Linked DNA regions of Xenopus laevis: region 1 is linked to region 2. The links are chromatin contacts, called in public Hi-C maps. All regions are on one chromosome and are shown on one strand. Each heading gives the region's core, a stretch centred on a gene start, on an enhancer-like site or on the middle of the called end of the contact. The rest is flanking DNA. Distances are from core to core; before and after follow the strand shown.

Region 1 (4,152 bases), core at 536-3,035, 120 kb after region 2:
TTTAAAAATTTTGATTATTTGGATAACCTGTAGTCTATGGGAGATCGCCTTCCTGTAATTCGAAGCTTTCTGGATAATGGGTTTCAACAGATCCCATACCTGTAGTCCAGACATTTAGTTCTCCCCCTGTAAAGCCTACAACCAAACTATAAATATAGGGGTCCGTTTACTAAAGTGCGTTAAATCTGACTTTAAGTTTCCGCATGTTATCGCTGAGAATATTTTTACGCCAGAATATTCGCAGCGACTAAATTTACTAAACAGCGATGCGCTCAGAAGTCATTGCGATCACTTGCGGTAACTACGATAAGGAACCAGCTTACGTTAGAGGTAATTTTAGCGAGTTGCGAATTTTCTGGCGAAAAATTACGTTTTTGCGAATATTTATGCTATAAAATAGTCTTGTTTTATGGCGGTTATTATGGCAATTTTTACTGTGACATTTATGGCCAGAAATGCATCTTCAAAACTTATAAACTTTATTGACTGATGATTATACCATCCAACAACATCACCAGAGTACCACCAATCAAACATTTATGCATCATATAAACCCTTCTGCCAATAGAATCATAGGAAATGATACCAGTCAATCTCTTTGCTTCATAGAAATGTACAGTTTAATGTAGCCAATCCCAATGAAACCAAAAAGTGTAGAGGCTGACGAATCCTTGGACTGTGATGCCACTGCCAATAATACGACTCTGAGCTGAAACTGCTGCTGTTGCACCAGATAGAAACAGAAGCCAAACATCCTGTCAGCAATAGCTACAGATCTCTCTCCTGTCAGCAAAGAATGATGGGTAAAAAAAAAACATTATTATGGGATATTTCCTGCCCCTTGAGAATTTTCTGGCAGAAAAAATACTTTTACGCCACTTCATATGTGGCGGTAAAAGTTTGCGAATATTCTGGCGTTAATTTTGTCTTTAGCACATTTCGCTGTTTAGTAAACCATGCGTTAATGTGTACGTAGCGTTATTTTCAGCAAATGCGATAACTGGCGAACAATTATTCTTGCGCAAGAAAATTCGCAAATTTATATTTACCGCAGGTTAGTAAACTGGCGATAACATATTTGGCGAAAATTCTGTCTATATATTGTGCGAATATTTTTAACGCACTTTAGTAAACGGACCCCAGAGTTCCTAAACTAATAAAATGTGCTTTGGGATTAATATGCGTGTAATCTGTTGGCTTCAGGATGTATTTAATTATACAGCAGAATGATACATAAAAATATATCACCCCGTTTGCCCTATGGTTAAGTAATGTATAAAACAATTCTGACTTTGATCAGTGAGTGGGTACCTTTATCCCTGCCGGTAAAACACCTGCCAAGGTCGGAATTACAAATTTACAGGCAATGTAGTTGCCGTTAATTTGTAATACCCTTAACAAAAGCCCTTGGCCCTCCAGTGGAATTTACCGTTTCTTTGTTTTCTTGGTATTGCAAGACATGGCCCGGCCCATTTGTGGAACCCCCCCATGTCTCCACCAATTTTTGCATCACAGTCCGCCCCTTTTTGCATCATGGCCTGCCCCTTTAGTTCCCGTCCCCACAACTGTCCGGTAAATATTTTTTTGAAAAGGTGGCAACCCTACCCACAAGTTAGACAGACAGATGACAAAGAACGGAAAGGAAATCGGGTCATTGGGTGGCTTATTTTTCATTGAATAGGTATGTATGAATACATGGAGAAGCTCTTGCACAAAGTTTTTACTGCCTAAGGCTTCACACATTAGTCACACAGTAAACATACAGTGGTAATCACTCAACCATTCCTTGAAAAATGATGGCACACAGTGAGCACTACAGTGGTGTGAAAAACTATTTGCCCCCTTCCTGATTTCTTATTCTTTTGCATGTTTGTCACACTTAAATGTTTCTGCTCATCAAAAACCGTTAACTATTAGTCAAAGATAACATAATTGAACACAAAATGCAGTTTTTAAATGAAGGTTTACGTTATTAAGGGAGAAAAAAAACTCCAAATCTACATGGGCCTGTGTGAAAAAGTGATTGCCCCCCTTGTTAAAAAATAACTTAACTGTGGTTTATCACACCTGAGTTCAATTTCAAAGGTTATAAAGCCATTTCTAAAGCTTTGGGACTCCAGCGAACCACAGTGAGAGCCATTATCCACAAATGGCAAAAACATGGAACAGTGGTGAACCTTCCCAGGAGTGGCCGGCCGACCAAAATTACCCCAAGAGCGCAGAGACAACTCATCCGAGAGGCCACAAAAGACCCCAGGACAACATCTAAAGAACTGCAGGCCTCACTTGCCTCAATTAAGGTCAGTGTTCACGACTCCACCATAAGAAAGAGACTGGGCAAAAACGGCCTGCATGGCAGATTTCCAAGGCGCAAACCACTTTTAAGCAAAAAGAACATTAAGGCTCGTCTCAATTTTGCTAAAAAAACATCTCAATGATTGCCAGGACTTTTGGGAAAATACCTTGTGGACCGACGAGACAAAAGTTGAACTTTTTGGAAGGTGTGCCTCCCGTTACATCTGGCGTAAAAGTAACACAGCATTTCAGAAAAAGAACATCATACCAACAGTAAAATATGGTGGTGGTAGTGTGATGGTCTGGGGTTGTTTTGCTGCTTCAGGACCTGGAAGACTTGCTGTGATAGATGGAACCATGAATTCTACTGTCTACCAAAAAATCCTGAAGGAGAATGTCCGGCCATCTGTTCGTGAACTCAAGCTGAAGCGATCTTGGGTGCTGCAGCAGGACAATGACCCAAAACACACCAGCAAATCCACCTCTGAATGGCTGAAGAAAAACAAAATGAAGACTTTGGAGTGGCCTAGTCAAAGTCCTGACCTGAATCCTATTGGCATGACCTTAAAAAGGCGGTTCATGCTAGAAAACCCTCAAATAAAGCTGAATTACAACAATTCTGCAAAGATGAGTGGGCCAAAATTCCTCCAGAGCGCTGTAAAAGACTCGTTGCAAGTTATCGCAAACGCTTGATTGCAGTTATTGCTGCTAAGGGTGGCCCAACCAGTTATTAGGTTCAGGGGGCAATTACTTTTCACACAGGTTTGGATTTCTTTTCTCCCTAAATAATAAAAACCCTCATTTAAAAACTGCATTTTGTGTTTACTTGTGTTATCTTTGACTAATAGTTAAATGTGTTTGATGATCAGAAACATTTTGTGTGACAAACATGCAAAAGAATAAGAAATCAGGAAGGGGGCAAATAGTTTTTCACACCACTGTATATGCACCCATTTTTAGTGGAGTAAATAGACATTACTGGGCCCCAGAGAAGATTAAATTTAAGGCCCCGAATCTTTGGTAAATTGAAATATTCTACCAAGATATGTTGACTGCACTACCCTCCTGGGTGCCCCCTGGCAACCGCAGGGTCTGCTTCCTCTGTAGATACGCCCCTGGTCATTGGCCACTTCCCACTAACAGTTATGTGCTTGGTACATTTTATTTTGCAGGCCATAAAAACTTTTCAGGCTCTCTAAGTGTGCAGGCTCTCTAAGTGTGTTTTTTAGGTATCCTGGCATACACTTAGAGGCCTATTTATCAAAGTTCAAAATTCTGTAGTGTTAGAGGTTTTTTCAACCATGGCTAAACTCACATTTTAAAGAAGCATGAATGTCTGCTTATTTATTAAAAGATCTGAATATAAAATGCACAAACGAATAAAAACAAGCAACGAATCGGAATTAAGAATAAGCAAAAAGCTCGCATTGACTTCTACATGACCTCTGCAGCTTTTAGATGGTGTACTTTTACATGGTTTTTACACCATAAATAGCGCAAATTTCATTAAAAAAAATACAAACATTAATGCATCAGCTCCTTAGAGCATTTTTATATATAAAAATATGAGGCTGAAGTCCAAAGTAGTGGTGTGTAGACCGTCTTGAAACTAAATCAGGGTAAAATTTAGGGGCAAATATACTAAAGGGTGAATTTTCCCCTCAGAAGTCTCTGCCATACTTTGAGCGACTTCATCAGACGTTATTTCGCAGCGATTATGCATATCTATCAAAATGTGAAGTTTCGTCTCCACAAATGAACGCTGGCATACTTTCGCCAGTGAAACTTTGTCATCCCGATTGTTTCTAAGTGAATTTTCTCTAGTGTTACTTTCTTCCTAGCGAAACTTCATTAACA
Region 2 (3,868 bases), core at 447-2,946:
CAGGATTGCAAGTTACCCATAGCTGCAATAAGGCAAGCTTGGTGGTGTGCATGAGAGAAGTTTAAAACCCCAAACTGCAGAAAAAATCCTTCAACAAAGACACATTAACAGACCAATGTCAGCGATGCTTCTCTACACACAGGCAACAGAAATGGGATGAGAAAAAGGGGGCAAAGGCTCATATGGATTAACCCCTCTGCTGCAGGCACAAGGTTAGGAACAACTCTTCCCATAGAGCCAGTGATAACACTGCAATTTGTAAGGCTCTGCAGGAGCTTCTATTATACAGACTGTGCCTTTCTGTATAAAGGGGTTACATATGCATTCGGATATACAGAAGAAAGGAGAAGGGGGAGCTGTTACTAGACTTCTCCTGCGGTGATTAAAAGAGAAAAAAAAAAAAAAAAAAAAAGACGCCCACATTCCAAGTCACAAAATGAACCAAAAAATAGGTTGATAAAAATCAGATATACCATTAATAGCTACAGTTTTAACCGAATGTACTTGTTCCGTTGAGAATAAAAGGGCTCCCATTAACCTCCCCCCCTTTTCCTCACCACAAGACTGTGTTAATGCCTGTGCATGAAAGGATCAGTTACAGTAATATGGATTACTGTGTGATAAAGGTCAATATTAGAACATTATTACGGGGAAAAGGAAGTCACACGCACAAACAAACAAACACACACACTCTTTTCCACAATGTGTCAGGAGAAGCCAAACGCTCTCCTCTAAAGTCAGGAGGGCTTGCCCTGGCCTCGGGGAACGTCGTCCAGTTTGCAATATACTGTATTTGAGTTCTTGCATCGGCAGCCTGGGCGATTAACTCTGTCATAACATTCTCGGCACAGTTTTAAACATCCCTTGGCAGGAGGGTAACAGAGCAAGCAGGGTAAGAAGATGGACATTACTCCCATGCAAAGGTACCTAGACCAGCAGTGTGATTGGGTACAAGAGCAAGGATTATCCGCATAAGAGTCTCCCTCATCGTCATTGGAACAGTGGTAGAAAGCTGCTTTGACCAGACACATGCAAGTGCTGTATTCCACCATGCTCTCCACAGAGCACAGACATTGCCTGTTACAAGCCAGGCACGAAGGCAGGGTCCTTGGAGCAGTGCAGTCTCCGCATTTACACTTCCCACACTGTTCACATATAAACCGGTGTTGTGAATAGTCCATTTTTATTGAGCTCTTTATGTCCTCCACAGGCAAAGCACTGGCCTTGGGCTGCATTCGGACTATCCTTTCAGTCCTGTGACCAGAGGCTGATCTGGGTGGTGGGCATTGCCCCAGGAGTTCTTGCTCAGAGGAAGCACTATTTGTACTACCAGAACTGGCTGCACTACCAGTGCTAGTCGACCTGCTGAGCCCAGGGGCCCTTCCATTAGGTTGGTGTCCTGTGTGTGCCCAGTGAGTGGGCCTGTGCTCATTGTTATTATTCACATTGATTGGTATGATTTCGTGAGTCCGTTCCAGCTTAATGTGCCTCGGGGCAGTTTTCGGTGCAGTCTTTTTTACCATGGATGGGCCTTCCGTGTATTCATTCCTGCTCCGAAGAGCTTTGATCTGATCCAAGGACAAGATAGCTGCTGGCTGAACCTCCCGTTCATATTCCAACCGCTGCCGGCTGTCTAAAGATGGCTGCTGTATCACGACTAATGAACCACCAATGCCATGTTGACTTTGTAGCTCCATCTGTAGTGATCTTGATTTCTGGCATTCAACGTGAACTTGGCATGCATCTGAAAACCTGCCAACAAAAAAAGATAAATATTTAAGAATGGTGTTTTGGGAGACAACATAAGGGACAAATGTGAATCATCGCAGTGAAAAATGTAAATTTCCCCCTTTATATTTAATATACTCCTTGCTACAATGAGATAACCGAGAATGCGGAATGAAAGCCATTGTGTGTGTGGCAGAACCCAACTGTGCGTGTGCATGATGCAACTGGTTCAGGAAAAACACAAAGCCTCCAGATACTGTAACATTACAGTCTCAGCGCCGAGTTCGTCTTGCTTTGCTAATGTGCATGCTAACAAAGCCACACATAATGATTTTTGGTAATGAGAACCTAGCCGGGTGGAGAAAAGATATATATTTCTGAAAAAAATAAGCTTTTTAGTTTTACTCAACTGTATAAGAAAGTCACCAATCACAAAAAGGGCTGAAGTCTATAGCCAGGAATTTCAGTGGATTATTCTGGGGAAGGGGCTATATCTTCAAGTATTGTTGTTTAAAGCAAATCTAACTTCTAGAGCTTTGCCATAGAGAAATAAAGAATGCAGCAGACCCCTGTCATTTAATATTCACCTCAGCTGCAGTTCTCAGCAAGCAAAAAAAAGGGAGAAAGAGAGAAAAAAGAGACAGAAGGAGAAGTAATCAGTCTGTGCTGCCAGCGCTAACCTCCAGCTTATCTGTTCCAGTGATCCCCTAAGCAGCAGTGTTCCAGTGTAGGCGCAGGATTGGATCTTTAGGTTGAATGTATATTGGCAAGGCAGATGCAGAGATGAGGGGTGAAGCAGAGATGAGGGGTGATAGCAGCAGCACCCAACAGCCACAGATGAAGGCACGTGCAGAGGTGCATGCCTGCCACACTAACAAATCCCACAGCTCACCGAAGTGTCACACCTCCAGCTGCACAATACACACACGCCAAAACACTTCCATTGAAGAAGAGGAAAGTCGCACGATCTGCTGCGCAGAAAATGCCAATAGTCGATACCTGTAGTACAATGTGCGCCAAATGTATCAAGAGCCCTGAGCTGGACAGAAGGAATGGGCAAAGCTATGGATATGGGGGAGAAGGAAAGGCAGATTGATTGGGGAAGGGAGGACTACAGGGAGAGAATCCCAATGATCAGAGAGGGGGAGACTGGAAAGGAAGGAAAAAGTTATGAATGAAAAACAAGTCGTGACTGTGAGGAGGAGGGAGAGAGGCACAGATTGCCACAGGGGGGCAGACTTTCCGCATATTGCAGCTCTTTCCCATCTGTTCCCTGCTTGGAGCCCCAGTACAAGAGATGGTTCCCCCAGCTCTACGGTGTCTCGCTTTTCATTACCCCATGCCAAGTGTGCCAGCGTCCTCTCCCCTCTATTCACTGTCCTACACATTCCATAGAAATACCCACTCGCCAGCACTAGTCCAACTACCTGCACCCACCACTAGGTTAGGTGTCTCAGGCCCCATGATCCTGCGTTGGAAGGGAGTAGGGGGGTACAGTACACAGTTCCTTTATATGTTTCTGTGCCTCAACGTGATGTGAAGCACCTCTAACTCCCGCACCAGCTGCGACTAGTTTGCACTGAAGCATAACTGGGGCCCCAATATGGGGGTGTAAAGTACAATAGAACCCACATTTTATGTTTTTCAGGGGACCAAAAAAAAAAAAAAAAAGTTGTAAAATCCAGGGAAATGTATTATGCATAATATATAGGTGGCACCACAAAACAACAATGTAAAATGAGGGAAAACTTCAAATCTGGGGATGTAAAATGGGGGTTCTACTGCAGCTGCATCCCTCCAGCTGTTCTGCAACTACAAGTAAGGACTGTATGTAGATGCCACTGTGAGAGCTGCAGTTCAGCACTAAAACTGTTGCAGTAGTATTTATCATGTAAGTGGCAGCTAAGATACTGGGGACACGGGGGGAATGTCCTTAAAGCCTCACTGGCATGTTGGGAGCTGCAGTAGAAGATCGTTGTGTTGTGTCGTTGCGACAAGAGCAGACACTTACCTCTGTGCAAGCATGCACCAAGCAATAACCCGTCCAACTCCAGGCTGCGGCAGATCCGAACGGGACTGGCGGGCCTAAGCATGGGACATGTCTCCAGTAAATCCCCACAGCTTGCACGATTGTGTGCGA

What was found. Hi-C and Micro-C count contacts between places; a contact is called where the count stands out from the background.
Region 1: a contact with region 2 is called in a Hi-C map of the XTC cell line, with 4 times the contacts expected there. The contact joins the enhancer-like site here to the promoter of spry1.L in region 2. A contact is called at or near these places in 2 of 4 Hi-C or Micro-C datasets (the XTC cell line and animal cap).

Annotation. Positions count from the first base shown.
Region 1 is chr1L:69,780,221-69,784,372 of Xenopus_laevis_v10.1, forward strand. All of the region lies in intron 14 of spata5.L (ATPase family protein 2 homolog), which reads right to left. Among protein-coding and RNA genes, the nearest start is that of spry1.L, 120 kb to the left of the region's middle. Within about 2 kb of position 1,786, at least 1 of the 7 cell types and tissues checked has an H3K27ac peak or open chromatin away from gene starts, as enhancers often do.
Region 2 is chr1L:69,659,591-69,663,458 of Xenopus_laevis_v10.1, forward strand. spry1.L (sprouty RTK signaling antagonist 1 L homeolog) reads right to left here and starts at 1,697. Exons shown (of 1, transcript NM_001137585.1): 1 at 738-1,697. The coding sequence starts at 1,697. The coding sequence ends at 738.